Regions from separate parts of the Mus musculus genome. Here regions 1, 2, 4, 5, 6 and 7 are each linked to region 3. Evidence: chromatin contacts called from public ChIA-PET, HiChIP or PLAC-seq and promoter capture Hi-C data. All regions are on one chromosome and are shown on one strand. The core of a region is the stretch at or near the end of the contact, and the rest is flanking DNA. Distances in the headings are between cores, read along the strand shown.

What was found. Promoter capture Hi-C pulls out the DNA fragments that hold promoters and counts their contacts. ChIA-PET counts read pairs in DNA pulled down with a chosen protein or histone mark. HiChIP or PLAC-seq counts read pairs in DNA pulled down with a chosen protein or histone mark.
Region 1: a promoter capture Hi-C map of pre-B cells shows a contact between it and region 3, with 2.9 times the contacts expected there. The contact joins the promoter of Arap1 here to the promoter of Ucp2 in region 3. A contact is called at or near these places in 2 of 39 promoter capture datasets (the C10 cell line and pre-B cells), 2 of 115 datasets of contacts at active chromatin or transcription factors (memory CD8 T cells and pancreatic cancer cells) and 2 of 9 other capture datasets (adipose tissue and liver).
Region 2: a promoter capture Hi-C map of pre-B cells shows a contact between it and region 3, with 3 times the contacts expected there. The contact joins the promoter of Pde2a here to the promoter of Ucp2 in region 3. A contact is called at or near these places in 4 of 39 promoter capture datasets (the C10 cell line, liver and pre-B cells), 3 of 115 datasets of contacts at active chromatin or transcription factors (large pre-B cells, memory CD8 T cells and pro-B cells) and 1 of 9 other capture datasets (liver).
Region 4: a contact with region 3 is called in an RNA polymerase II ChIA-PET map of memory CD8 T cells, with 125 read pairs. The contact joins the promoter of Atg16l2 here to the promoter of Ucp2 in region 3. A contact is called at or near these places in 1 of 39 promoter capture datasets (liver), 1 of 484 Hi-C or Micro-C datasets (CD8 T cells), 3 of 115 datasets of contacts at active chromatin or transcription factors (memory CD8 T cells, regulatory T cell precursor and thymic regulatory T cells) and 2 of 9 other capture datasets (embryonic stem cells and liver).
Region 5: a contact with region 3 is called in an RNA polymerase II ChIA-PET map of memory CD8 T cells, with 31 read pairs. The contact joins the promoter of Fchsd2 here to the promoter of Ucp2 in region 3. A contact is called at or near these places in 3 of 39 promoter capture datasets (the C10 cell line and pre-B cells), 3 of 115 datasets of contacts at active chromatin or transcription factors (effector CD8 T cells, memory CD8 T cells and microglia) and 1 of 9 other capture datasets (adipose tissue).
Region 6: an H3K4me3 HiChIP or PLAC-seq map of bone marrow-derived macrophages shows a contact between it and region 3, with 7 times the contacts expected there. The contact joins the enhancer-like site here to the promoter of Ucp2 in region 3. A contact is called at or near these places in 1 of 39 promoter capture datasets (pre-B cells), 4 of 115 datasets of contacts at active chromatin or transcription factors (bone marrow-derived dendritic cells, bone marrow-derived macrophages, memory CD8 T cells and 1 more) and 1 of 9 other capture datasets (adipose tissue).
Region 7: an RNA polymerase II ChIA-PET map of memory CD8 T cells shows a contact between it and region 3, with 13 read pairs. The contact joins the promoter of Stard10 here to the promoter of Ucp2 in region 3. A contact is called at or near these places in 1 of 39 promoter capture datasets (pre-B cells), 3 of 115 datasets of contacts at active chromatin or transcription factors (T-cell acute lymphoblastic leukemia, memory CD8 T cells and pancreatic cancer cells) and 1 of 9 other capture datasets (liver).

The regions. Positions count from the first base shown.
Region 1 is chr7:101,345,758-101,349,747 of GRCm38.p6, reverse strand. It overlaps Arap1 (ArfGAP with RhoGAP domain, ankyrin repeat and PH domain 1), which reads right to left and starts at 1,679. Exons shown (of 34, transcript NM_001040111.1): 1 at 1,549-1,679. It overlaps Gm35219 (a long non-coding RNA gene), which reads left to right. Exons shown (of 5, transcript XR_003946844.1): 3 at 1-1,901; 4 at 2,010-2,106; 5 at 2,188-2,827. Stard10 (START domain containing 10) reads right to left here. Exons shown (of 7, transcript NM_019990.5): 7 at 3,122-3,856. The coding sequence ends at 3,611.
Region 2 is chr7:101,448,949-101,452,880 of GRCm38.p6, reverse strand. Pde2a (phosphodiesterase 2A, cGMP-stimulated) reads right to left here and starts at 1,629. Exons shown (of 30, transcript NM_001143849.2): 1 at 1,413-1,629. The coding sequence starts at 1,529.
Region 3 is chr7:100,491,771-100,495,502 of GRCm38.p6, reverse strand. Ucp2 (uncoupling protein 2 (mitochondrial, proton carrier)) reads right to left here and starts at 2,145. Exons shown (of 8, transcript NM_011671.5): 1 at 2,038-2,145; 2 at 1,128-1,289.
Region 4 is chr7:101,300,389-101,304,463 of GRCm38.p6, reverse strand. It overlaps Atg16l2 (autophagy related 16-like 2 (S. cerevisiae)), which reads left to right and starts at 2,376. Exons shown (of 18, transcript NM_001111111.1): 1 at 2,376-2,563. The coding sequence starts at 2,437.
Region 5 is chr7:101,106,465-101,110,419 of GRCm38.p6, reverse strand. Fchsd2 (FCH and double SH3 domains 2) reads right to left here and starts at 1,645. Exons shown (of 20, transcript NM_001146010.1): 1 at 1,381-1,645. The coding sequence starts at 1,401.
Region 6 is chr7:101,387,524-101,391,754 of GRCm38.p6, reverse strand. Arap1 (ArfGAP with RhoGAP domain, ankyrin repeat and PH domain 1) reads right to left here. Exons shown (of 34, transcript NM_001040111.1): 10 at 3,566-3,768; 11 at 3,035-3,141; 12 at 1,492-1,691. Among named protein-coding and RNA genes, the nearest start is that of Gm35219, 35 kb to the right of the region's middle. Within about 2 kb of position 2,259, at least 12 of the 459 cell types and tissues checked have an H3K27ac peak or open chromatin away from gene starts, as enhancers often do. A contact at or near this core is called in bone marrow-derived macrophages and microglia, where this site is marked.
Region 7 is chr7:101,319,724-101,323,945 of GRCm38.p6, reverse strand. It overlaps Stard10 (START domain containing 10), which reads right to left and starts at 2,833. Exons shown (of 7, transcript NM_019990.5): 1 at 2,594-2,833; 2 at 1,913-2,232. The coding sequence starts at 2,119.

The DNA.
Region 1 (3,990 bases), core at 430-2,929, 850 kb before region 3:
GCTAGAACTCCAGATGCCCATACCCCATCTTCATAGACGTCCATAGAAACCTGCCCTGAGCCTTGCCATTACCCGGAACTGACAACCAGGCTGGAAGGCACTGCAACTTGCAGCCCACATCTGAACCCTGAAGTCTCACAGAACACGGGGACTTGGATGAGGAGGAAACTTGGTGGGGAACACCTTTGCCCAGAAACTGACTCTCCTCTGCATGGTGGGGACCAAATAAGGAGGCCTGAACGTCCAAATGAAACCTGGGGCGTCGGGGCCATCACCTCCTCACAGCCAGCAGTAGCCTGCCTGGGACATCTCACTTGTACCCTATTCCAGTGAGCAAACGGTCACTGGGGAGCAGGGTCCCCAGGCCGGGGTCTAAATAAACTTTAGCCAGGTATAAATCCCAAGGATGGGTTCTCTGCACATCCTCCCTTGCCACCCCTTACAGCCACACCCACATCCCTTGCCTCTCCTCCGGAAGGTTATCAGTATCCCTGCTGTGCGGCACAAGCTCTGCCCTCACCTTGCAGCCAGTCTTAGCAAACAGCCACTTAACTACCAAGGCTCATCCAGGCATCCTCTCCTCCCCAGGTCTGCACCTGTCCACGCCTGTCTCTGGGTTCTGCTGAATTTCTTCTACCCTATAATGACGCTGCTAGGAGCCTAGGCTTCCCTTAGCAGGACAGTCACAACTTTCCAAGTACAGGTTATCAGGGTCCCCTGGACCCAACAGTAGTCAAATCCTTACCTGAGCATCCCCAAGTCTAACCCTGAATCCCGAACCCCCAGTCTAGGCATTAGGGAAGCTTTCCCTAAGACACTGAATTTAGAGAAACATAAGTCAGACAACCTGGCTCCTAATCACCCAGCACCCAAATCTACCCACGGAGATCTGTGTCCAAACACCTACCCGCCTCCTCCCCAAAAGCCCCCATCCCCCGCTGCACTGCAAACCTGCTCTAAGCCCATCCACCCATTCCCAGCCTGACCCCATTCAACGAACACACCCCTTCTTTCCTGGCAACTGGGCCAGGTAAGCTCTAGAGAAACCATGCCCCCATTAACTGGTGGGGAATTGAGGTGCGGAGGACGGAAGTAGCTTGCCCAAGGTTACCAACACCTCAGGTCCAGGGCTAAAGTCCTAAAGCTTTGCGAGGCTGTACCAAAGCCTCAGGTCCACGGCTAAAGTCCTAAAGCTTTGCGAGGCTGTAAGAATGTCCGGGGTAGACTAGGTAGAAGTCTTCATTTCTCAAGTGGGAAAGCCAAGCTGCCTGACGCTACTGGCTCCGGAGCCTGCAAGCCCTAAAGCAGAAGAGCTGACGGCTGAAAGCTGGTGTCCACCAGCTCACTTTCTCTGTCCCTACGAGTCTGGCTAGATGACTTCACCTCCAGAGGCGACCCCACTTCACTTCATCCCCAGGCAAGAGCGCGCACCAGATGACCCCGGGAAAATTGAGCGGGTGGGGGTGGGGGGCTCACCATTCCCTTCTGAGGAATGGGGGCAGTGCAAGCCACAACTGGCGATTGGGAGGTCCCAGCAACCTCACTGACCTGTTTTGAGCGAAGAGAACTCCACGAGGTGGGACTCGGGGTCCCGGTACCGTCTGTCACACGCGGCCGCAGCCAACTCGCGGCAGCGGTCCGGGCGCGCCCACCTCGCTCGGCGCTTCCGCCCGCCCCACGTGACACCGGGGGACGTGAGGGCGGGGAACGGGCAGGGAGCCGGCCGGTCCCGCCCCCAGCCTAGTCCGGATCTTCAATACCCTAGGCAGACCGGACCGCCGGGTTTGTGTCTCTCCTTTATCCTTAGCTTGCTAAGGCTTTGAGGCTCATGTCTAGTCTATCCTGTCCCTGCTGAGACTCCACGGATCCTTGAGTCTCCATGCCTCGACACCCCTGTTCTGGTGAGTCTATCCTCTGGGAGAGGACACACACACAACCATTGGAGGCGGGACAACCACCTTCCCTGGGAGTCCTGTGCACCATTCTTAGTACTCTGCTTCTGTCCCCAGGACTGCATCTCCCTGCAGAAGGCGCTGGGAAAGGCCCACCAGAGTCTGGCAGCTTCTCACCTCCTCCCCAGAGAGATGAAATCCCTAGACTTGGCAGGTATTTCTGGATCCTGAGGCTAGCCTCTGGGACCAGCCAAACCAGGGGCCTTAATTTAGCTGGGCTTCCATTTTTCCATAGGAACAGTGGGCATATTTGGAAGAACAGTCATCAGCAGGGTGGGTCAAGGGGCTTTTGCCCTGAAAGGAGGAAGATGCCCTTTAATCAGAGCCTATTACATGCCTGGTCCAGTGGTGAACAATTTGTTCTGATTAATTAAAAAAAAAAAAAAACTCACACTTGCATAAGGGTAAAAATTATCACCCTAGGTTATAGGTTAGGAAATGAGAGTCTGACATTCTCAGGGTGTTCTCAAAGCCATTATGGGCAGACCTAGGGCTGGATGTTCCAGGTGACAGGGTCCTGTCCAGGCCTCTCCACAGAAACTGTTCTCTGGGAAACACTTGACTGTTAGCCCAGTAAGGTTTTCCACTGGCAGGGCTTTCCAGGAGAGGTGAATAGGGTCAGATCTTGAGTTCTTTCCAGACCCCAAGTTCTTGTGGTGCCAAAAATACCAGAGAAAAGCAGGGCCTAAGACTAACTCTGGGACTCGGCATCCCTTGGACAGCAGAGGCAGCCCAGGCTTCCCTCTAGATCTCAGAGCAGCTAGGCATAAGTGAGGGTTGACACTTGGTCAGGGGACCTCACGATTCCTGTGACCAGCCTAAGGTCTTTAACACTAAGTGCAGTGGAAGTGTCTTCACCAGTACCCACCCCTCCCCCTCCTCCAGTACCCACCCCTCCCCCTCCTCCAGTACCCACACCTCTCCCTCCTCCAGTACACACCCCTCCCCCTCCTCCAGTACCCACCCCCTCCCTCCTCCAGTACCCACACCTCCCCCTCCTCCAGTACCCACACCTCTCCCTCTTCCAGTCCATACCCCCCTCCCTCCTCCAGTACCCACCTCTCTCTCTCCTCCAGTTCACACTGCCTCAACTCAGTTCTGAGGCCTTCAGCCCTAGTCTTTGACCTGTGAGTCCCTCCCCTTCTTTCTGTGATGACAGGAGCCAGTCAGAGTATGCCAGATCAACTGTTTAAAGCTAGCTTGGACCAGAAGTCCATCACACAGTAGAAGCCTGACCTCAGGTTAGACCAGCTCCTCTTAAGAGCCCTGAAAAAATGAGCAAACCACCTTTGTGACCAGAAAAATGAATGTGCAAATGAACGAAAAGAAAGGAACCACAGGAAAGGAGGGGGCAACAAGCTCCACCCTACGTTACAAGACGCCTATAGGGACAGCAGTCCTGTGAACAATAAGAGTATTAAGGAAAATAACTGTAGAACAGAGCAGCGTGGGGCTGAGCAGATGAGAAGCAGGCACAAAGAGCTGGCTGGGGCTGTGTGGTTCATTTATTGGGGCCATGTCCAGCCATGCCGCAGCCACCTGGGCAGGAGCCCAGTGCCCCCCCAGAAGGCAGGTGGGGGAAGGGAGGAAGTGCAGAAGGCTCAGTGCCCCAGGGTTCCACCCCAGTCTGGTCTTGGTCCTTGCAGAGAGCCGGTCACTCAGGTGAGCGAGGTGTCATCGTCGCTGCCCTCTCCTCCCGCACCGCCTGCCCGCTCCTCGCGGCTCTCTGTCACTGCACTCTCATCGATGTTCTCCAGTGAGTCTGCATGTTGCACCGACAACTCTGACAGCGCCAGGCTGGGCAATGGGCTCTGCTCCGGGTGCAGCCATGGCTTGAAATGAGGCTGGTGTTTCTGCTTCCACTCGGGGTACTTGATGCAGGCCTTGTACATCTTCTTCATGGCCTGTAGACCATTCGAACATTGTTAGGGGTGCCTGGAGGGCCACACCCCTCCAGAGCCCTCCTGCGGTGTACAGTAGTCCCCAGTGTCCCAACTACGGCCATGGGTAGACCTGGTTCATCAGCCATCACCCAGTG
Region 2 (3,932 bases), core at 380-2,879, 960 kb before region 3:
AGTCACTCGCTGTGCTACAACTCCCACCCACGATCCTGCCACTGTAGTCACACAGAGCATGTAACACCACAGACTCACAATCTCCATACTGTCATCTCCCCATGCTAAATCTCACTCAAATGATGTGATTATACATAGCACAACATATATGATTACACACAAGGCACACTCAACACATGCTATGTACACAGGAACCCTCACATAAGCACATATACCCCAGACTCACCCATCCCTCACTACAGGTGAAGGACATTTACCCCCTCTCTCTATCCCCAAACCCAACTGCCCCAGTCACTACCAGGACAGCTGGGATAAGGAGATATCATGTATAAGTTATAAATACCAGTGTCCCACCTCACGATCCCTACCCACCATATATTTTGGGCACCCTGAGGGCAACGTTCTCCATGTTTAAGCCCTTGGACTTGAGTCCATCCTATGCCATACCTGAGAACACAGGCACAGGTGGAGGTCCTAGAGGCTCCAGCCCTGTCTTCTGAGCCGGTTCCCCCACGACCCAAAGTAGAGGCAGACATGTAGGGAAGGCATGGTCACAGAAAGACCCTAGCACAAAGATAGAGACCTACAGAAACTGAAGGGCTGAACAGACCAGGAGAGGTAGGCAGCCTGGAGCAACACACTAAACAAGAGAACAGCAGAGGGGCCAAAGGATGATGCACTCAGAAATTTGGGAACTGGAAGAATGATATGGGACTATCACATCTAGAGGCTGGGAGGCAACAGGAGGAGACTGGAGGTCTGTGTAAAAGATGAGGACTGGGAGGGGGCAGTCTGGCAGAGGAGAAGAGAGAATCTGGGTTTTAAAAGGGGGTTGGACCCTTGGGTTGGGTGGAAGATGGTGACTAGAATCTAGATGATTAGTAAGGATGGGGAGTAAGACTTTATAAAATAGAAGATAGAGGTTTGGGGGTGAGGTCCTACTTATGAGGTAAAGTTCTCTGCAGCCAGGGGCTTAGGGGATATGGGTGTGCCTGGAATCTGATATGTACAGTAGAGAGCCAGAGGTTTGAGAGGGGAGTGGGACTAACCTGGGAGGAGGGAACTCCGGGTTTATACAGAGCTGTTAATGTGGCTGAGGGGGGCAACGAGGATTAGGACTTCGGGGCTTGGGATGGAGGAGTTCTAGATGCGAAGCAGAGTCAGAATCTGGAGGGGCATTTGAACTATGAGCCGAAGAATCAAGGACCCCCTCTGGGTATGGCTGCAGTCCCATTCAGTACAAGACGGGTTCCAAACTAAGGGAAGGGTCCCCTCTTAAAGGAAGGTTCAGGAGAGAGTAGACCGTGGGGCAGACGACTGCAAGCTCTTCAGAAGACCGGGCCCTCACCGGGCTCTCCCTGGACACCCGCTTCTCCCTGTTACCCAGAATGGGGGGGGGGGGGGCCTCCTACCTGCAGGCTGTCGGCGCATGGCTGCGGCGGCGGCTCGTCCGGCTTGAGGAAGACCTGCTGGCCCCGCCTGAGGAATTGGACAACAGCGATGAGGATGTGGTGCAACACCAGGACCATGCTCGCAGCCGCCCGCCCGCCCCTCCAGCCCGGCCCGCTGCACTCGGTCAGCGCGTCCGCAACAGCTTCGCCGGTCCGCGCGAGGGTCCGCCCTGGTCCCGCCCCGCCCCCGCCCCCGTCCCGCCCCAGGCCTCCAGGCCCCGCCTACGTTTCTGCTACCGGGGACAGCACTTCAACGCCTTCCAAAGATCGGACCCCACCCGATCCCGGCCGGCTTGCTCCCTGCCAGGCCTTCACCCTCTCAAGTCTCCTGCAGCGGGTCGGCTACGAGGGCTCCCACTCCTCGGTCGCCTCTCAGCCTTCGCTGCCTTCCGCTTATCCCATTGTCACTCCTCCTATGTGGTAGGGCCCCTCCCAGAGTCCCGCGCACTGTCGCACCACATTCTCTCCCCATCACTTGGACTTCAGTAGCCCGGCCAGAACCCCGAGGCCGAGTCCAGCGCAGTGCGGGGAGAGGGGCCGCGGCCACAGTCCGGGAGCCCCGAGGTCCTTTCACTCCTTCCAGTACAGAGGGTAGAGGAAAGTGAGGGAGAAATTTAGAGGTCGCTCCAAAATGGGACGAGCCCTGAAGCGGTAGCAGATCTGTGAAGGAGACACGTGCGCCCTGACACACACAGGCGCACCGTTCCCAAATGTGGGGTGAGAGCACTGGGTTCCTAAGGCTACCAGATAGGCCTTCATCGGCGTCCCAGGAGGCTGAAAAGGGTGCAAGCCCCAGGGCCATCTAGTCCGCAGTTCCGCGGTGGGACCCCGAGAGCTGGGAGCGCATTTCTCTGCAGAGCCGCCTCTGTGCTCAGGCACTTGCAGCAGCCGTGACGCTCCTGCGCCCCCTGGTGTTCTATCGCAAAGGTGCACCCTGACCCCAGTAGGGGATGGCTGGAGGGATGAGGGGACATTTGTGTAACTTGGGTCAAACCCCTTGCCTGGACCAACCTGTTTTCTAGCCTCTGCTTGCTATAAGATGGGCTAAGGCACAGGACGAGTCTATATCAAATGGTGAATTTGGGTCTTCCTGGATTTTGCCAGTGTAACTTTAGCTTGATCCCCTTCCCATTGGGTGTCAGTTGTCCCACAGGGCTGCCAGAAGACAAAAACTTGGAATGATGGTGAGACAGACAGACTCCTGACAGCCCTCACTGTGACTTTCCCTGGTTCTCCTTTCTGCGCTACTGCCCCTCTTCCTGTACTTCCCTCTCCCCCCAGCCCTTGGAAGGTGACTCAGTGAGCCCCCTGCTCCTTGCCTCATAGATGTGATTCATTTGGGCCCTTTCCCCCTGGGGAGCAATTTCCCCAGTGTTGAGTCACTGAGCCCAGTGCTGGACACGGTCCCAGCACCTGGCACAGGCTTGGAAGTGTCCTAGCTGTCCCAGTAGCTCAAGGGGTGATCTTCCACACAAGGATTTTTCCCCCTCCTAGCTGAGCTTACAGCTTCCAGTGCTCAAACATCCTTAGTGGGGGTCTCTACCACGAGCACCATAAAACCTAAATCTCTCACTTGGCATTACAGACCTTCCACAGTTCAACCCTGATTATTGACCAGCTCTGACAACCCCCATCCCTTGTTTTTATACAGCCCTTTTCTTTTAGACAGCAGCTGCCTCATTCTTGCCTCCTGGTCTGTCATGGTGCCACCCTGTCACCTGCTAACCATTCAAGAGCAACTCAGAGGCCATCTGCTCCAAGACCCCTTTTCTGGATTCCACATCAGTGATCTAGGGGGGGCCTTTTTGTATCCTTCCTGGGAGTCATGTCTGGAGATGGGATCTAAGCCAATTGCTGCTGCTTCTTCTTCCTCTTCTTCTTCCTCTTCTTCTTTCTTCTTCTTCTTTCTTCTTCTTCCTCCTCCTCCTCATCCTCCTCCTCTTCTTCTTCCTCCTCTTCCCCTTCCTCCTCCTCCTCCTCTTCTTCTTCTCCTCCTCCTCCTTCTTCCTTCTTCCTTCTTCTTCCTCTTCTTCTTCTTTTCTTCTTTCTTCTTTCTTCTTTCTTCTTCTTCCTCTTCCTCTTCCTCTTCCTCTTCCTCTTCCTCTTCCTCTTCCTCTTCCTCTTCCTCTTCCTCTTCCTCCTCCTCCTCCTCCTCCTCCTCCTCTTCTTCTTCTTCTTCTTCTTCTTCTTCTTCTTCTTCTTCTTCTTCTTCTTCTTCTTCTTCTTCTTCTTCTTCTTCGTTTTTTGAAACAGGGTTTCTCTGTGTAGCTCTGGCTGTCCTGGAACTCAGTCTGTAGACCAGGCTGGCCTTGAACTCAGAAATCCGCCTGCCTCTGCCTCCCAAGTGCATCTTCTTAGTAAAGCAGTTTGTCCTACATATTAACATTATAGAACATGACATGCATGGGCTAAGATGTGTAAAGGTTACACCTACTCCTTTAGTGGGACTCTCCTTTTTCTGGCCTCAGTTTCCTCCTGTGT
Region 3 (3,732 bases), core at 896-3,395:
GAACCATGTCCACAGGCTCACTGTCTGCCCAGCCCCGCGGTGCCTCATGTCTCCCGGTTTTTCTCAGTCTCGGGCTCAGATAAGGCCCTTCACAATGGAAGCCCTTTCTGACCAATTAAACAGTTCTGAGACGCTCTGGGCAGACCTCCTCTGTAGGTATTAGTGCATGAGTCTGATGCAGGCCTGTCTAATCATGAGCTAAGTGGTAGAATGTTGTGAAGTCCAGAAAGACGAGGTCTCAGTTGCTGCCAGATCAAAAACATGTGGCTCAGCTGCCAGTTGCTGCCAGATCAAAAACATGTGGCTCAGCTGCCATTGTGAATGCAGCGTAGGGTTTGCCAAAGGTCGGGTCCTCGAGGGTTGGGACCAGAGGCAAAGATCACCTGTACTAAAGGTTTCTATGACTAAAACGCAGGCCTAGAAAGATAATCCTGTCAGGCACGGTCTGCATCTAAAGCTCCAGGGCAGCCGAAGAGAGGTCCTGAGATCCCGACCCAAAATGAACCAACAAAAACAGAATCCACTTTATAGGACCGGACAACCACTGGAGGCAATAAAAAAACAACACCCAATTTCTAATCTCATTCACAGGGACATCAAAAGCTAGGACAAAAGAAAAAAAAAAAAAAGAATGGAAGCTCAGACCAGCAAGATGGCTCAGTGGGTAAGGGTGCTTGCCATTGGGACACAGATGGTAGGAGGCCTGAGTTGTCTTCTGACCTTCATGTGCGTGCCACAGCACCCGTGTGCCTTTACATAAACGTGCATGCACACACATGCACACGTGAGCACACACGTGAGCACACATACACACCACATACACACACACCATAACACACACACACACACACACACACACACACACACACACACCATAAGCTTCTGCCCCAGCTCTGCTGTTGACTGCCAAGGCCACCTGGAACCAGTCCCCACCCCACTCAGGTTCTCCCCTTATACACTGGGGTCCGCCATCTTTACGGGCCAGAAGGTGATCAGGGATGAAGAAGGGGATTGCTGAGCTGTGAAGAGGCTCTCATCAGGGTGGGAGGAGGGGAATTTTTATTGTCTTGCTGAGCAGCCCTAGGCCCCAGGCCTGAGAGAAGGCTTCCTTAGCCGGGACTCCTTACCTGGAGGCTGCTTTGAGGTCTCAGGCTGAGGCCTCCAAGGTCAAGCTTCTCTAAAGGTGTCTCGTTCTTCAAAGCTGCCGGTGGCTACCATGGCCCGATCCCCTCGATTTTCCATAGAAAATGGCTGGGAGACGAAACACTTAAAGTTCATACTATTGTGTCCTGTGGGGGAGAGGAAGGAAGCCAAGTTTAGAAAGGAAGATTGTCTTTGCAGGACCACCGCCCTGCAAGGAAGGGTCATCTGTCACACAAGTCCTTTCAGACAGCCTTGCTGGGAGGGACCCATGCAAGGCTCAGTTCTCACTCAGAGCAGCCAGGGTCTAGGGGAAGAACTCAGGAGTCTTTACTCCCACACGTTGGCTCACTTCCAAATTTGTTTCTCAGACAGTTATGTAGACAGGCAGCTGTGCTGTGCCTGGGGGATACAGTCACAAAACTGTTGAGTGGAGCATTATATCTATTTGTGTTGAATCAGGATAAGGCAGGTCCAGTCTCCCTGTGTCCCTACTTCCACCTCCGGCAGGCAGCCACATAAGATAGTGTAACAAAGGCCAAACAAACTCCAAGGCTCCTCCAGGCACAAACAACCCTTGATACAAGAACAGGCTTTAGGGCACATGGCCCAGAGCCTCCTGGTGACAGTCATTCTGATCTTCGCTGACGTGAAAGCCCCTTCCCCCACCCCGCCCGGGTCAGGCTGGGAACATCGAGGCTGAGGGGAAGAAGTAAAGAGATGAAGGTTTTAACCTTCGACCAACTGGACGTCAGAGGCAAATAACAAAGGGCGTATTTAGGAGGAAAGAAACCTAGAGAGGGCAAATTAGGACTCCAGGGAAGGGAAAAGAAAGAGAAAAGACAGATGGAGTGGGAGAGAGCAGGTGCGGCCAGCGAAGGGATGGGGCACGCTCACCGGACCGCAGGAGAACACAGGAGTGCAGAAGGCTGTGTCCGACGGCGGGAGAGTGGTGGCTGCCCAGGAAGCTGGCGACCCGACGACACCGAGGGCGGAACTGACAGTAGCTGCGAACCCGCGCCTACAGAACTTAAGTCTAGAGGGCGTGGTCGGGGCGTGGCGTGACGAGGCGGAGCCAGGGCGGCCCACGCCCCCGGGTGAGGAGGCGTTTCCATCTGTGGTTGCCTGAAACCCCTAGGTCCCCCCAGAGGCTCCAGTCTCAGATCTTCCCCTTCTATTCCCGGGGCAGACAATCTCTTTGTGAGGACAGGCAGACTGACTGGCCAGCTGCTCTGGATCGCGACCCCTTACCCCTTCAAGTCTCCCCTCCCCCTCCCTGCAAGGCACCTGGGGACCGGGCGGAGCGCGGGCTTCGGGGACCGGAACAAACCCGGGTGTGGTGACGGGGCAAGGCTGGCGTTCCCGCCTTCTGCCGCTCCCAGTCAGGTCCCGGGGGACACTGGCACCTAACGGCTGGAGTGGGGCGAGAACACCTGGCCTCCCCTCCCCTCTGCACCGAGTGCAGCCAGGCTGGCGCCCCGCAAGGAAGAGGGCAGGGCAGAGCCTCGCCTGTTGCACTCCAGCCCAGCGAGGACAAACTCAGCAGGTGGACGGGACCTCAGCGAGATAATGGCCACGTAGGAGTGGGGGACGTGAAAGCAATACTTGGGCCCTGTGTCGGGGACTAACGTGCATTGTGGGGGTAGGAAGCAGGTCTCAATTTGCCTCAATTTGTGTTCAAGCTTTGGTACTCTCCGTCGGTTTCTTCTTTTGTTTTTATCCTCCTTAGCCCCGGAGTTTTAAGAGATTAGATCAGGGCGTGGAACCCTTTTTGCTTGCCTAGGAATTAGGCGCCCAAGAGCAGGAAGCCGGGGACCAGGGGTCCGAATATACTATAATAGAAGCTCAAGTAGGTTTGGGCTGCTGTGGAAAGTGCAGTGGGAGGAGGGGGCTGGGTGAACGTTTGTGGAAAGCAATTACTATGCATCAGGTAGGCGGCGCAGGCACCTAACGATAATCTTTCCAGGTCATCATTAACCATTATTTTCCAGAACAAGAAAGTGTGAGAGGCCCCAGACCTTAATAGGACCCCAGACCTTAGCACATCTGACTCCATGATGGAAGTACCATTCAACTGTAAAACTCAGCACACAGACAGAACCATCAATGTCCATCGTTCTGGAAAAATCTCTAAATGTACTGATCTTACCTTTTGGCTTCTGTGGTTCCACTACTGGCTAACTTGTTTTGTTAGCTGAAGTATGTCACCCTAAAACATGGGTTTTGTGCTTAAAAACGTACCCAGGAAAGGATCCTGAACACCCAGTGTGGCTTTATTAGCCAGCTGGCTTACTTTAAACAAGACTAGATAAAATAAACCTTCACTATCAAGTGGCAAAACCCCATAGCTGGTGGGTGGATAGTGATCCCAACATAGCTGGTGGTGATCTTACAAAGCTGACAGTACTCTACTCTGCCCATTGCTCACTCGCAATGCACCCAATAAACCACTCTTTTAAAAAATTGGTGAAGGGGCTGGTGAGATGGCTCCGTGGGTAAGAGCACTGATTGCTCTTTCGAAGGTCCTGAGTTCAAATCCCAGCAACCACATGGTGGCTCACAACCATCCAGAATGAGAGCTGACACCCTCTT
Region 4 (4,075 bases), core at 1,127-3,626, 810 kb before region 3:
GAGAGTTTTGAGGCCAGACTGTGCAGCGTATGTTTCCCAGATCTGGGGAGGTGTGGTCAATGTGAGGCCAGCTTATCTCTGAGGGTAAAAGGTGAGTGGGTCAGGATATAACTCCGTGGTAGAGTCCTGGGATTAAAGACATGTGCCACTACTGCACGTCTTTGAAATAAAAATTTAAGGGTGTGGCCCATCAGTCGACTCCCCCCATGCCCCAGTGGATGACTCCATAGCCATTCACAAAGAGGGAGCACTAACTGGATGCAGTGGGTTAAAATTTTTTTTTCAAAATAAATAAATAAAAACTTAAGAGACCTGGAAGTATGTCACCATACTCTTTGATTCCCCTACCATTCAAAGATGACAAAACTAGTTTAAAATTTGGAGCAGCATTTTGTGAGTCCAAAAGGCATTAGGTGTGCTGAAAAGATGGCTCAGTGGTTAAGAGCAGTTAATGTCTGAGGCACTAGCTGAGGACATGAGTGAGTTTCCCAGCACCCACATTAGTAGTCAGACTGGCTCTAACTTTAATTCCAGGGGTTCTGATGCACCTGCACTCGTGCACGTGCACACACACATACCCACACATGTGCGCGCCTAAAAAGAAATCTTTTACAATTATTAAAAAACCTGCCACAACATGACTTCCTACCTAAAGATGCAGCACACTGTGTAGGACCTGGGGATTGGGGGGGGGGGGCTGTTGTCACAGAAGCCTCAGGCCCCAGGAAGTGCTTCTGGATATGATGTGTGAGCAGAGCCAGACTTCCAGCAGGAATACTGGGCACAGTACAGTGCAAAGGCAGGGGGTATCCAAGACAGACACAAGGGGGACTGAGGCCAGTTTGTAGTGTTTTGAGATAGAGTCTTGTTATGTAACCCAAGCTGGCTTGGAACTTACTATGTACCCCAGGCTGGCATCAGTGCTGGGATTACAGTCATGGGCCATTATGCTCAGCTTCACTATAGCTTCACCGAACAACAGATACATATTCCCCTGGGGTGTCACTTGCCTTTACTGTTTTTCAAGTCCTGTAACAGACCCCCAACTTGAGACCCCAGTATCTCAAGGCTTGTCCCCTGCAGGGCCTAGAGGGCTTCCTGATATTGCCTTTTCCCTCCCATCGGTTTATTTCTTAGGGATAACCAGGTCTGCCTTCCCTAGCTAAAAACAGGGCTTGAAGCTGAACCTTCCTCAGTATGTCATATTGTAAGGCTAGGCCCACTGAGTCTCTCCTGTCATTCTTTTTTTTTTTTTTTAAAGATTTATTTATTTATTATATGTAAGTACACTGTAGCTGTCTTCAGACACTCCAGAAGAGGGAGTCAGATCTCATTACGGGTGGTTGTGAGCCACCATGTGGTTGCTGGGATTTGAACTTCGGATCTTCAGAAAAGCAGTCGGGTGCTCTTACCCACTGAGCCATCTCACCAGCCCTCTCCTGTCATTCTTTACCACAGCCTGTATCTGCAGAATTCTTTGCTAGAGACAATTTCATTACAATTCCCCGTGAGCCCAGATTCACTGTCAAATGTACCCACAAGAGATGTCTGTGCTGTCCAAGAGAGGCAGCAGATAGGCCCTGAGTTAGAACTCTGGGTTGCTGGCTAGCTCAGCTCCCTACTACACACAGCTGCAAACGAGGAAGCCTCTTCTCTCCTCTGAGCCTGGGGTTTTCCAGATAAACGGAGTCTTTTCTTAGAGCCCTAAATTTTGCTACCAACTGGACCTCTAAATCTTGCTCCTCCCACGGACAGTTCTGCGTCCTGTCCTAACAACTCTGAAGCGCTGGACCTTGAATCTAGGCCCCCGCGCAGGGTTAGCAAAAACCCTATCGCTGAGCTACTCCCAACGCCCGCCTGCATTGGAAATTTTCATGTCATCAGACCATGTCTACTTGTTCTTTCCAGAGCTTAAGAGTCCTTTTGTCTCCGCTCCCTCTGGGTAACGGTCTTAGTTGGTCCTTCATAAACCCCCACTCAACTGTCACCTTGTAGGTGACAGTGGGGCTCCTTCAGGCAGTCTTCTCTCTTAGACTGCTTGTGCCTGGTGCTTGTCTCTGTACAGCCCCTGGTGGTAGGGTCTCCCCTTCCGGGGTAACTTAGTGAGTTCTGCATCCTCAGCTTCTGACACTGGTCCAGGCACCAAGAGGTTAAGGAAGGCGACCTTGAGGCCCCGCCCTGGACGCGCCCACAGGCGACAGGGAGGCTTCAATCCCTGCTGCTTACTCCGGGACAGAAACGCACACCTCTGGGACTGAGGGTTTTTGCTGGGCCGCAGCAGCACCTGCTTTGAGGTGTCCAGATCTCCCCGACAAAAGCGCTTGGTACAGCCCGGGGATTCCCCGCTGCTGCCGCCCTGACGTCATGGAGTCCCCGGGAGGCTCCGCCCCCCTGCTCGGGCTGGAGCTTTGCGCGGCCGCTAGGGACTCGGCGGCCATGGCAGGACCTGGCGCCCCCTGCGATCCCTGCGCGCCCGCCGCTGTCTGGAAGCGCCACATCGTGCGGCAGCTGCGGCATCGGGACCGCACGCAAAAGGCGCTCTTCCTGGAGCTAGTGCCGGCTTGTGAGTGCGTCCCTGGGGGCTCGGGGATGACTGGCTTTGAGGAGGTGGGACTCCCCGCTCGGGGAGAGGGCTTGTCCCGCCACTCGACTTGTGACTCAGGGCAGCGGCGCCGTCACGGTTCCCGAGGGCTTTGCGTCTTGGAACCTGTTACGCCCCTCTCCGCATTGGCTTGCCTGCTGTTTCCAGCTCTGGTGCTGCTTAGCCCCAAAGACTCAGCTCTGCCTCCCTTGAGCATCCTAGACACAAGCTCTGTCTCAGTGATGGTTTTGTCGAGTCCTTCTTTCAGGCCGTCCCTAGGGCAAGGCCTGGTCAGTCCATTTGGTCCCAGAGCCCAGTTAAAGAAGGCAGGCGTGGCCAGAACAGCCACGGTAGCTGAAAGGAAGGAGCGAAAGTCTCTGGTAGGTTCTGGTACGGATAGGTTATACTGGCGTACGTTCGTGGAGTACCTCAGTGCCTAGCGGATCGTAGCTCGAATGGGGCTCCGGGTTCCTTTAGGTTGTTTGTCGCGCGGCGGAAGTTAAATTCTCATGTGGTTATTTCTGGGCACTTTGGCTAGGAGGAGGAGATGTGTGCACTCCATCCGAGGAACACTGGAGTGCATCTGTATTTACTGCCTTTTGGTGGACTGTGATTGTGTGTTTGAGGCTGAAAGTCTAACCATACTCCCTACTTCTTCCTCACTTGGTGCTAATTTTGATGCACCCACGCAATCAAATTTGTTTTCCTTGGAACTTTGTGAGGGCTGGCCCTCTCTTGGGGTTGGATACCTCTACCTCCAGACAACCCCACTTCTCCAACTGCTCTGATGGGCAGTGGGACTATCGGTTTAAGGGAGGGACCACCCAGGAGAACTGCAAGACTGGGAACCTAGAGACCCAGGTCTGTGGTTTGGGGTAATTCAAGTCCTTTACCTCAGATTTCTTACTTGCAAATGAGGCACATTGTGACCTTGTATGCCGGGGTAGGGGTGCTTGCAATGCCTTGTGGTCTCAGGTAGTTTTGAGAATTTGTCAGGGTCCAGGAACCTCAGACAGAGAAGGAAGGGAGGTGAGGATCTGGCCTGAGGTTAGCAGCCTCAGTCTGCCTGGAATTGGTTTAAAACAAAACAAAACAAAACAAAACAAAACAAAACAAAACAAAACAGCTGGAAGGAATGTGGGTGAGGGGGTCCAAGGTCTAACCACCTATCTTGGGAAGATTTGTTCGATAATTGCTCAAGGGCTTTCAATATTGACCTGGGGGAAGCTGTTGCGTGGAAGTGAGAATTACTTAACTGTAAACCTTGAGGTCTTGGAGGGGAAGCGACTTGCTGGAGGCCATACACAGGTGGTTTTGTTTATTTCAACATGCTCTGGGTCCAGACTTTGTCCCTGGCAGAGGTGAACTAATCCCAGGCCCCTTGCTTTCCTTCTGTTCTCTCTTCAAGTGCTACCTAGCCATGTTTGTCCCCAGCATTGGTGGTCTTTCTGTCCTTGTCTCCTGGGTGGGCTTGTGGGCCTGTGCTGTGATGAG
Region 5 (3,955 bases), core at 396-2,895, 620 kb before region 3:
GAGTGTACCTAATACCTAGCGACCAAAATGTACACAATCATGAAATAATATTCACGAATAAACTACATAAAATATTCCGTAATGGCTGCAAGAAAGCACACAGTCTCAGAATGATGCCCTCCACTCTGACAGCACATCAAATCATAATCTCTTTCTCACAAAGGAGAATGCAAAAGTGACCTTCCAGCATATGCAGGGCTTTTAAACTAACCCAGCAAGCCAGGCCGGGTGGCAGCCCACTTCAAACAGAGAGAACCGCCAAAGCCAGCTGGCTGGAGCCATCCTCGCCAGGCCGGACCCTGGGATTTCAATTGGTGTGTGATCGTGGTGGAATCCCGACCACCAGAGCAAAGCTACATGGAGAGGTGGGGTACACGTGCAGGGGGAAAGGGGGAGGATCAGTAACTGGGCAAAAAAATCAGATTAAGAAGAGAAAAGAAAGGGAAGCATAGATGATGAGTTACTCATAAGGCAAATGTTTGCCCACAAGGGAAGGATGTAACTGTCTCTACCCACTGCTCAGAGTAGATACCTAGTATCCATCTGAAAGATTTAAAAAGGCAAGGACACAGCCTTGGCAGTGCGGAAAGGTGTAGAAGGGAGCAGCCGAGTTGCTGGCAGCCCCAGAGCACCGTCACTGCCACCCAGGCCATCCAAACCCCAACCGTAGTGCTCAAACCATGCAACGCCAGGTTCTGGATTTCGTACTGGAAGCTCTGCTGTTTTCCTGGCCCCCTAGCCCGAGGCGGGGCAAAAGGGATGGGGGGTGGGGGTTAAGCAGGACCCGTCAATCCTTAATTTGCTTTCCCTTGGGGTGGGAGGGCGGAGACCGTTCCAACTTCTTTTCCGCAGCCCCGTGGGGGGAAAAAAAGGCCAAATCTTGAGGCGAGACTTGAAACAAATCCCCCCGCGAATTTGCCAATGGGTGGAGTGTCGACAAGCGACTGGAGGGCTCGAACCTGGCGCAGACTAAACAATCCGTCACGCACAAGGCTCTGCAAATCTGCAGGGGCTCCCCCGCCTCTCCCCCATACAGCTCTGAGAATGCACTTTGCTCTGGGCAGCACTGCCATGCAGACAGACACACACATGCATGCCCGAAAGAAAAAAAAAAAAAAAAAAAACTCCAGCGAGTGTCTCGGGGGGAGGGAGGTGTCCTCCCTAGTACTGAGGAGCACTGGCCGCCCCTCCGTCAGAAAGACACCCCGTACACGCGACCCCCTGCTTGGGGCGGGCGGCAACTCTGACAAGCCAAGAAGCTAGAGTGGTCACGGTCCCTTGCGGGAAGGGGGAGGGGGCGCAGCGGTCGCCCCAGCCGCGTTCTTTGTACGCACCGCCACCCCCCAAATCTCCAAAGCCCCCCGCCAGCTGCGCCCTTACCTTCCTCGGCGGCGGCTGCATGATGCTGAAGGGACATCAATCCTCCGCCCACCCCTGACGGCGGCGTTTAAAGGACTGTGAGGGTGAGGAGGGTTGGAGAAAATGGGGCGGCCCAGCAAGCCAGGGCGCGCGCTTGTGTGTGTGTGAAAGGAGAGCCTGGGAAGGAGAAGGAAGAGGAATCGGCCCGGAGGCTGCGAGGCAGGCGAGCGGCAGGAGCAGCCGGGTCGCAGCGAGTGTGGAGAGAAGGAGGAGCGCCGGGAAGGCCTGGGGCCCGGGCGGCCCGGGGGGTGTGTGAGGGAAGGAGGCGGAGACGGCCAGGGGGCGGGGGCCGCCGGGGGGGGGGGGCTCGCGGCTCGCCGGGCGGCTGAGGAGGAGCGGCCGCGTCGTCCGCGCTCGCCGCCTGCCGCGGCCCGGCTGCAGCTGGCTGACGCGGCGGCCCCCCACCCACTCGGGCAGCCCGGCCCTCGCGGTGCCCAACGCCCCCGCCCGGCCCGGGAAGGAGGAAGGCGGCGCCACGCTCCCCTGTTAGAGCTCCGCCAACCACTCAGGCCGCGGGAATTTCCGGCCCCTGGCGCGCGCCACAGCGCCCCGCTCCGGCTGCAGAGGGGATGCGCTCCCGGCCACACCGCCTGCTTCAGAGTGGAGGGGGGGAGGTTAGCCAGGCCGCGCCACGGGGCTCCGGATCTCGGTGTGAGAAAGGGGGAAACTTCACGGATTGTTCGGCCGAGGGGAACGGTGGGGACGGGAACGGGACTCGAGAACTACCCCAGTTCTCTCCGACGATGGAACGTTCCGGACGCTTCCCGTCCTCCCTCCCCCCACACCGAGCAGGCAGCTGGGGGCTTCCCGCGCGCCTTCCCGCCAGCCCGCTGGGGCGCGCGACTCCTCCGGGAGCGCGCACGTGGGAGGGAGAGGACTCTGCTCCGACGCACGCGCACAGGCCGCCCCCGCCTCCCGCCTGCATCTGCGGCTGCACAGTTTGTGTGGGAATTTGGCAGGAGTCGAGGGGGGCTAGGCTCATAGTGGGATTGTTTGCAATAAGGAAGGAGGTACCTAAGAGGATTCGGGATTTTGCTTTCTCTCAGTCCCTCAGCGTACCCTCCCTCCTAGTCAGCTAAACGTGCACTGAGAAATTTAGCATGAACAAGTCCTTTTACAACTAGCCGCAGGTGCCAGACCTATGCCATTGGAGGACAGGTGAAATAACCTAAAATTGCCAGGCAAAGGAATGGATGCCCTATTCCAGAGTACTTAGCCAGACCTCGTGGAGTCAACTGAGGAAAAGAATGAAAATCTCTTGAATCGGTCACTCCCATATCACAGATAGGAAGGCTGGTGTCCGCAGAGAATTGGAGCCATTCTCAAGGTCACATGGCATGCCTAGAATCCCAAGGGCTGAGTGTGAGGAGGGGTATCTTGCTTGGTGTTAGGGCGCATGCCTAGCAGCCAGAGAGGCCCTGAGTTCATCACTAGCATGGCAGAGGAAAGGATTAGGTGAGATTAAGAACCATAGGGAGACAGCAAGGGCCATGGAGGAAGCCTCTGAAGGAAGCCCTTGTCTGGAAGGGAGGACTTCTAGGTCAACTCACTTTGCCTGTCCTGAACTACTTGAATAAACTCAACCTCATCTGGCAATGACAATGCTCTTTCTCCTCAGGGTCCTATCAGGCACCTTCTCACTCTGTCCAGACCACCCAAGGAGTATCAGGCTCCCTTTGGGTTGCTTGGAATAGTAGAAAACCTTCTTCCTCGTTCCTAGGCACTATTTTTGAGCCACAGCTCCACAGGCAGCCACAGTGTGAGCTGGATCTCCCCCCTCCCCCACTTCATTCAGTACTTGCAGTCCCAGATAGCTGTTCTCAGAAACTCAGTTCAGGCCAAAAAGGAAGTCCATGAGACTGGACTAGACCAGGATGACTTACTTACCAGATAACCTACTGGCTCTGTGACCAGAAGATGAACTCCTACCCAGGTGTTTTATGTTGAGTTAACCTACATGCTAACAGATGAGATGAGGAGTCAAGAGTTGAGAGCTGTGTATAAATTACAAAGCCTACTCTACTGTTTCTGGTTTCCTTGAAGCCATCCATTTGCCACCAGTGTCCTCATTCAGATCAAGGAAGGCCTGGGGCAAGGGAAGAGTGGATGGGAACCCAGAGTCCTGACCTCCTCTGAAGCACAACCACTAGAGGTCGGGAGGTGGCCCTATTCTCAGCCTCACCACTGTCAGATGGTCAATACTGAACAAACATTCACTGATTCCTTCATTGGTAAAATATTTGCTGCCACCCTGCTTTATGTGAAGCTTACACCAAACACTAGGGTATGGAAGTGAGCAAGGCAGATTCACCCGCAGTCCCAGACTATTGAGTGGAAAAGCTAGGATAACAGCACCTGCCCAGATGGCCTGCATGCAGCAGGTGCCTGATCAAGGGTTTCCAAATTCTAGTCCTGGGCATAGCTGCTCTGTCTCGGGGATTATCCTGCCTCACGTCCTTGGAAGTGAATACTGAGGATATACAGTTTCTGAATGTTGGAAGATTTGGGATCTCCTAGACCACTGATCTGCTGTGCA
Region 6 (4,231 bases), core at 1,010-3,509, 900 kb before region 3:
TGGAGCTAGCCTGCATCTCCACTTTGGCATGGTCCAGAACCTGTTCACATTGCTCACTACGCTCCAGCCACAACAGACCCTCCAGACCATCTTCCCTACCAAGAGACCGCTTTGATGTGCCAATCCCTGCTCCAGCCACATCAGCTGTTCCAGTGTAGATATAAATACCTTATCTCTCCCCTGTCATCTTCAACTTCCTGCCTCAACTCTCTTCCCAACCTCCCTACCTCCATGGCCATGCCTTCCTGTCATTCAGGTCTCAGCTGACATGTCACCTCCTCAGAGAAAATGTCCCAAACAAACAGCACTTTCTCTTCCCACCTCTCATCATTCCATTTTGATAGGCTCCTGTGTTATTTTTGCTGTTCCCGTTGCAATGCAACTGCATAAGAACAGGATCCTGACCACCTGGCTTTAGGTTTCATCCTCAGAGCCCAGAACAAGCATTTAATAAAGGTCACTGGAAGGAAAGGAAAGGCTAAGGTTGGAGACAGAGGATGAAGCTTGCTCAGCCACAGGTCCCAGCAGGGACCCCATGACTAGAGAAGGGAGCTAGAGACACAAGGAACACCCGCCACTGCCTGACTGAAGCCCTGGCCCTGCATTCATGCACCCATCTTCCACAGAGAGCCACAGTCGTCCTGTGTTAGCTCTGAGAGTTGACACTTTCCTTATCTGGTCGCCGGTGAAGCTGCCACTTGTCTGCACACACCTCATGGCCCCAGAGCCTGACATCTGCCTTAGAGTCCCACAGGCCCAGGGGTTATTCTCCAAGCTCAGTGACTCACTCAGATCTGTCCTTTCCCCTGGATTCCCACATCAAATCCCACCTCTCCCCTGCGGCCGTGCAAACCACCACCTGCGCACTGTCAGCTCTCAGATAATCGAATGCCCAGCCTGCAGTCAGCAGATGGCACATGCTGGGCCCTTAGGGCTTGAGTCAATAGATGACTGCACCTTGGGCCCCATGGTTTTCCATTCCCATGCTCCTCAGCCATGTTACCATGGAGGCTTTCATATGTGTGACTTTCAGACCATCTGGAAGGTTCAGTGCTTCCACTCCCATTCCTGGATGGGAGTCTCCAATCCCAGCTTCTGCCCATAAGCCAGAGTCTGGCCCACAGCGCTGAGTATGTCCCTGGGTCCCTTGTCTTATATCCCCTCTGGACAAAACACTGGCTCTTCTCTCAGCATGAAGAGCCCTGGTGGGCCTGGCCTCCTGCATGGTTCTGATGTGACAGGGACATCAGATTCCAACAGCCTGGGCTCTGATCTGAGCTCACTTACTTGCCAGATAGCCCTGAATAAAATGCATTTTCCCTCTTTGTGTGTCCCCATCCCTGTGGAGAGAGTATAACCATGAATTGAGGACCTAAGGTTCTCCCAAGAGAACAGCCAATAATGCTGACACACCGTTAGATATAAGGGCTGTAGGATCTGCCCAGCAGACTGCCTGCTGCCCAACGGCCAACCTGCTGCACACATACCCACCTGCACAGCGCTTGCAGATGACAACGCAGAGGTTGATGGAGGCCCAGTCAGGCTGGGCGGCCCCACAGTCGGCACAGAACCTGTTGGGGGCTGCGGCCCAGATGCGCTCAGCCACCTCTGAGGTAGATAGGGCCTCTGCGATGGCTCCCTGCATGGCCTCCAGCCACTGTTCCTTCTCTAACTCTGAATCAGCCGAGAAGCTAGGGACACATAAGTAGAACCGGTGGGAAAGGGTTTGGAGGGATTTGAGGGTCGGGAGGAGGTGTCATCCTAAGACTGTTGGGAAACAACCAACAAAGGGAGCAAGAAAACTAGAGAGAAAACAGACTGGCAGAGGAGATGATGAGAGACAGGCAGGGACAGGCCTGAGAGGCAGAGCAGGCACAGGGCACCCTTAGGACAGTGGGGCACCAGTCAAGGGTATATACAGACGGAAGAGAGAGAGTATAAAGGTGTGTGCCATCTCCACCCTCAACCTCCTTACTCCATCCCGGAAAGAAGTCCATTAGTGAGCACCCAGTGTAGCAGCACATGCCTTTAACAGCACTCAGCAGCAGAGGCAGAAAGACTCTTCAAGTGGGAAGCTCCATCTAGACAGCAAATGCAGAATTGTCTTCCTTCCTACAAAACTCCCCTGGCTCTTTGTCTGCTGCTGTCACCACCAACTGCAAGTCACATGGGAGTGACCAAGAGGTAACGGCCATGAGTAAGAGAGGGGCTGAAGATGGCCTCCACCAGGACAGCCAGGAGAGGAACTCGAAAGCTGCCAGGGCCTCAGATAAGCAACAAGCACGCTCACCCCGCTGCAGTAAACCCGTGGTCCCAAGCGGTGGAAGCCCTTTCTGCTGAACCTCTATCAGCCTCCTTCAAGTTGGTGACAATGACAGTAATCAGGAAGCACAGTGGCTTCTGCAGCTGACAGAAAGGGAAACCCTAAAGTGTCTGGCTGCAGCATTTGTGGTCACTAAGGACTATGGCAAAGAACTATAGGGCCAAAGTCATAGGATATTTCGAATGGGAGGATGGACAAACACCCACTTAGCTCTTGAGATCAAAGGTCACTACCCTGATATAAGTATGGATAGAGTGAAGGCCCTGAGACTGGCAACCAGAGTACTGAGACGGAGACCAGAGGGCCTGAATGGCGACAGACACAGAGAAGAAACAGACAAGGCAGAGTGCAAAGGAGGTAAACTGTGTCAAGCCACATGAGGCAGAGAAGGGCCATGGGGAGATGTTCAAGGGACAACAGGCCCACGTGCTTTGAGCACAAGCAAGTTCTGCTGGAGAACCCACAGCTCGGAGTCGGGGATGGCAGGGTGGCACTGCAGACGTTCCCTGGGTCCCAGGCCATGGAGGGTTGCAGGTGCTGGTGGGACACCTCATAAACAGCGTGGTGGGCAAAGAGAACAGAGCTGGCCAGAACAGATGGAGAGGGATGAAGACGTCTGGCAGACTAAGGCAGGTGGGTGAGCAATGGAAGGGAGAAAAAAATACCAAGAGGATTGACTGCCCATGAGCTGAAGGTGGAGCAGGGGCTCACCTGAAGATGCGGTAGGGGGTAGTGAGGTCAAAGCTGCGCCGATCCACTTCCTTGACATTGCCCACATTCATGTCGATAAAGGTGATACCAATGCCCAGATGGAATTCCTGATGGGTGGGTGGGAAGGGAGGAAGGCAAAGGCTGACAACAGGGCTTCAGGTGCAGGACAAGGGATAGGGAAGTCGTCCCTAGGGAGTGGAAAGAGCCTAAGAAGGAGGAAGGGCGGGAATCTGAGCCAGGACAGCAGTCTGGACTAGAGCAACGGGGATGACAGTAGGGGAGGCATAGGAGTGAGTGAAACAGGACGTGGGGGGGGGGTGCTGTTCAGGGACAGGATGGAGATGAGGCACAGGCAGGCAGGAGAGAAGAGGGGAGATGCTGTCCCAGTGCAGAAAAGGCTGGAAGGGAAAGTACTGGACTTAGATCCTAAGCAGGACCAGGGAGAGACCAGGTGGACAGGAGCAGGGCAGGTAAGAGGACGGATGAGTACGGGACAGGGAGACCTCAGTGGCCTGGTAGAGCCCTTCATACCTCCAGATTCTTATAGAGCTGTACTTTGTCCCCAGTCACAGCCACGTAAAGCTTATTCTTGAAGCCTCGTAGCTCCAGGCTGCCAGCACGGTCAGGCTGCTCGGAGCCTCGGACTCCCAACACAGAAGCACTAGAAAGCCGAAAACGGGCTCGATGCTCAACTACTGCCTGCTGCAGGGCCTGCATCCACTCGTTCCGCTCCACTGCAAAAGGGTGAAGGTAACACATGAACTCAGCCCCTGGCGCCTCCTGGCTCTAGGGGGCTCAGAGGTCACCTCTGCTAGGAATCCTACTGGTGTGGTCTGTCCCATCGCTAGACTTCTCTGTCTTGGACAACCTAGGCTACAATGCCACAATGCTTACAATGCCACCTACTGTGGCCTACACTGGGCAAGTCACCCCAACTGTTGGAAACTGTATCCCTTGTGCACACTGATGTGTGCCTCTGTGGCACTGTGGAGTATCTGGAAAGGAGCACTGGCTATGCTCAATGGTCAGTATCTCCTTCCTTCTCCTCCCAGACCCCATACAGGGACGATGCCTCCCTGGGACACTGTTCCCTTCCTACTCTTCCAACTTACAGGTCCTTCTCCCCTACACACACACACATACACACACACACACTCACTCACACACACTTATACATACTTACATACTCACATATAC
Region 7 (4,222 bases), core at 1,584-4,083, 830 kb before region 3:
ACCTCCTCCTCTACTGCGGGAAATGGGGCTAAGGCAGTATGGGAGAAAAGTTAGAGACAAGATTAGACGTGGAGACTAACCCAAGTTAACTCTAAGTGCCCTCTCCCTCTCTCTCTCCCTCTCTCTCCTTAGCCACATGCATAGCCCTGGCATTCTCTGGTTCTTAGTATCCTGGCCTGCATCCTGTTGTAGGAGGAGGGGGTTACAAAGCAGGTTGTACAAAAGGCTGTCTAATACTTTAGCCTTTGTTCAGTATGTAAAGCACTGAACTGGTATGTTGGAGAGAACATCTGTCTTGCCCAGAGGCCCATTAACACCATAGCTTCTTCAAATATTCTCCCTTCCCAAGCCTGATCTAGCCACAGGGGTCTGTTTGAGGCAACCTGGTCTCTAGACCTGCCAACTCCAGTCCTGGGTAAGGCTGGGTTTATTCATTAACCAAGCCAGATGGAGGAGGCAGCTCCGCCCTATTGACAAAGGGTGGGAGTACACACACTCCCCCATACACACACACACACACACACACACACACACACACACGAGCCAGTCCTGTGGGGGGGAAGCCAAACTTCCCAGCTTCTGCACACTGCTGGCTTTCAGCCTATCTCAGTCAGCCCACCACCTTTCACTCGGTTCCCAGGTTCATCTTTCCCCAACACCACTACCCTGGTGGACACTGTGGGGAGGAGCCCACATGCAATCAGCAACATGCTGACACTGCCAGCTGCCCTGCCCGCCCTACTCCTCAGGCTCAGACCTACACTAGGCCTTGAAGAAGCTCCAGCCCAGGGTCTTTAAGCCTGGGAAGAGACTCAGAGCAAGGAGGTAGCCACGGAAACGCAGAAAGAGTCAGTTAGCAAGGGCAGACGGAGACAGACACAGAGGGCAAAGGGACAGCAGGAAGAGCAAGCCAGTTGTGTGTGTGTGGGGGGGGGGGGCAGGTGGATAAAGCTATAAATGATTAGGGCAAGGCAAAAAGAAGCATAGGGCCAGAGGAAAAAGGCCAGCACCTCAGGCTCTGGTATAAAGGTCCTAGACAGAAGGGACCCTGTTAAGACAGTCCAGTGCCCTGGACCCTAAGAATAGGAATGCATCCGTGACAGATCCAGAGCAGCAGGAGGGTGCAAGGGAATGGCCTTCCAAGAGCTCTCTAAGGGGAAGTTCACACCCTGCAATGTGGCACTCACAACCAAACCACACGTGTAACAAACAGCTACTGAGACCCCCTAGACCAGAATCTCTGCCTCCATCAAACCCCAAGCTACCCTGCCATGACAGAGAGAAGAGAATCATGGGGCAGGGAGGAGGGGGATGGCAGTGAGGGGCTGATGAGTACGTATCTGCCTTCTGAGCTGGTTTCCCTTGACACTAAGACCCTGCCTCCTCTAGTGCACCCCCAGGGTGGCTCAGGGCAAGACAGCAGTCAGGAGCTGCCAGCCACAGTCCTAAAGGCCTGCTGCAGGCTCAGAGCCTGATAGAGCCACTGGGCAGGGACAGAGAGGACTAGAGGAATTGAGAAGGAAGGAATCTCATCCTCTGCACCCAAGAGTGCAGAAAGTAGAGCAGAAGACCCATCGCGGGCTAGAGAACCCCGGGTGAAGGAGGAAGTGGGCCGTTCACCTACCTAGTGGGTCAAACTAAGGGTCCAAGCAGAAGCTACTCTGAAAGACAGACCTTTGAGAGACACTATTCCCCTAAGTGTACCTGGCCATCACCCATCTCCCAAACACACAGGCATGCCTAGGTTAGAACCCGGGTCATATGGCCCATGTGTGTCCTCTGGTTTATATTAGGAGACTCTGAGCTCACATGCACCCCTCTATGGGTCCCTGGTCTGAGTATGGGCGAGGAGATTCCTGTGAGAGACAGTTCGGGAGGAGTGGAGGCTGCAGGTACCACAGGGCAATCCTACCTTGATCTTGTGCAGAGTTCGATCCATCTCCACAGCCTGCACCCACACAGACACGCCGGCCTTGCTGTAGGTCAGGTTCCAGCCCACCTCGGCCTCACACTCTGACCGGAAACTGCGGAAGTCCTGGTCATCGGGCACCTGGACACTTTCACGGCCCAAGGCGGGCCGAGACCCTTGGGGTTCTGTTGAGGCAGCTGGCTTTTCCATAGGGAGCGTGGGGAGGCCCGGGGCCCTGGTCCTAGTCCGACTCTCCTGGGTCCTCCGCGGAGGCTCAGACAACGTCGACGCGGCTGCAGATGCTGACGCCACCTTCCTGGGACCTGCAAGACCGGTTTGGGGACCAGAGTCAGTGCGCTGGGGGCGCGGGTGGGGCTAGCCGGGGTCCCGGACCAGCGGACAGCTTGAAAAGGGCAGGTACTGGCCCCAGGCGGTTGTGCACCGGCACAGGACAGTCACTTGGGCCACCCTCCCACAAGGAGCGACCTCATACTTCCCTGGAGCGGCAGTAGGATTGCTGCGTAGCGGGTGCAGGAGCCCGCGAGAGCCGGGCGGGACTCTGGGGGATCGCAAGTGCGGGTCTGGCACGGAGTCCTCGCGCGGTGCTGGCCGGACTCGCACAACTAACTCAGCAGCAAGCCGCGCGGGGCCGTGGTGGGGGCGGGTGTGGTGGCGGAGTCTCACCTGTGCGGGCTTCTCTGCCGGGGCCCGCCGGGGCCGGTGTGCGAGCTCTTCCGCCGCCGCCGCTGCCTCCGCTGCCCGGGCGACCGGGGGCCGCGCGGGGACCCTGGGGGGAGGAGCAGTGGGTCCCGCCGCCGGCCCCGCCCCGCTCCGCGCCCCCCGCCCCGCGCGCCCCCTCCGCCCTCCTCCCTCCCGCTAGGCTCGGGGCTCCCGGGCTCCGCTCGCCTCGCTCGGTATTTTCCAGGCTGCGGAGGTAAGAACTGCGGGAGCACCGAGCCCCGCCCCGCCCCGCCCCGCCGGGTCCTAGCGCCCGCCCCCGTAAGCCCCGGGGAAGGGGCAAAGTCCGGGGAGAGATGTAGACTATCAGAGGACCGGGGACCTGTGAGCAGGAACCACATAGCGAAGTAACAAAGTAGCCTGGGCTCTCAGAGTAAGGTTGAGGTGCCAAGAGAGATTCTGGAAGTTAACTGAGAGCCTCTTCTCTACTCTTCGCTCCCACCCTTGCAGGTACACGCTTCTGCAACAGCTTATTCACACACACAACACTTCAGAGATTCAAGGGTGGGCACACACCCTCATGACAATTGAAAGACTAACTAGCAGGAATAGGGATGACAGCCCCTCAGTAACTAAATTAGAAATGGCGACAGCCTGCAAGCCCCAAGAACCAAGAGCATAACAAGCCTCCTCCACACACCCAACTCAATTTTCCAGTAGGGTGTGCAAACCCAGCCGGAAGTTGATCCGACTTTAAAGGCTCAAGGTTCAAAGGCTGGCCAGAATTTGGCAAAATTTCCACTTCAGCCTCACTCTGGCCAGAGAGAGGTCCTGAGCCAGCAACCTCTTACATCCCTATTTGGCAGCTTCCAAACCCACCCCTCTTTAGCTCTCAGCCATTTACCCACACCTCCCCTAGGCGAAGACCAGTTCTCAAAAGCACAGGGCTGCAGAACACTGGAGCACAGGCCCCCTCCACCCCTCTGTAGAATAGAGTGGACCAGAGCTCTACTCTGTAGCCTGATGTAAATTCTGTCCACTAACTCTTCTGCCTACTCTTCCATTCTGGGAGCCCTGTCCCATCTACCCAGTGAAAGCTAGGGCCAGGCCAGTATGAGCATGGCAGTCTTGTCACTGTCTGGGCCAGAGACGAGCAGGGAAAGCCTTTGGTGTGCTCCTCTGGATATTAGGAGCAATAAGTGACTACCACTGACCTAGTAGTACCAGAGTCTGCTAATGGCTATTCCCACCAGTGCCAGAGTACCAAGCCTCTGCCACCCAGGCTCCTTCTGTGCCCTCTGCATTCTCCCCCTGGTCCCTCAGAAGTCACCTCTTATCTCCACCATGTAGATTTCTTTTCTTACAGGTGTTAAAAGAAAACCGCAGACTCAGCACTGTAGGTTCACAAATAGATGTGCTTTTTTTTTTTTTTCCCTGAAGTGCTCAGGGCTCTGAGATCTTTGTAAATCATGCCCACTTTTAAAATAAGCAGGAAACTGGATGTGGTAGCACAGACCTATAATCCCAGCTACTCAGGAGACTGGGGAGGAAGACCCAAAGTTTAAGGCTTTCCCTGGGCTGCATATTCCGTTCAAAACCAGCACAGGCAACAAAGTAAGACTTTGCCCCCCCACC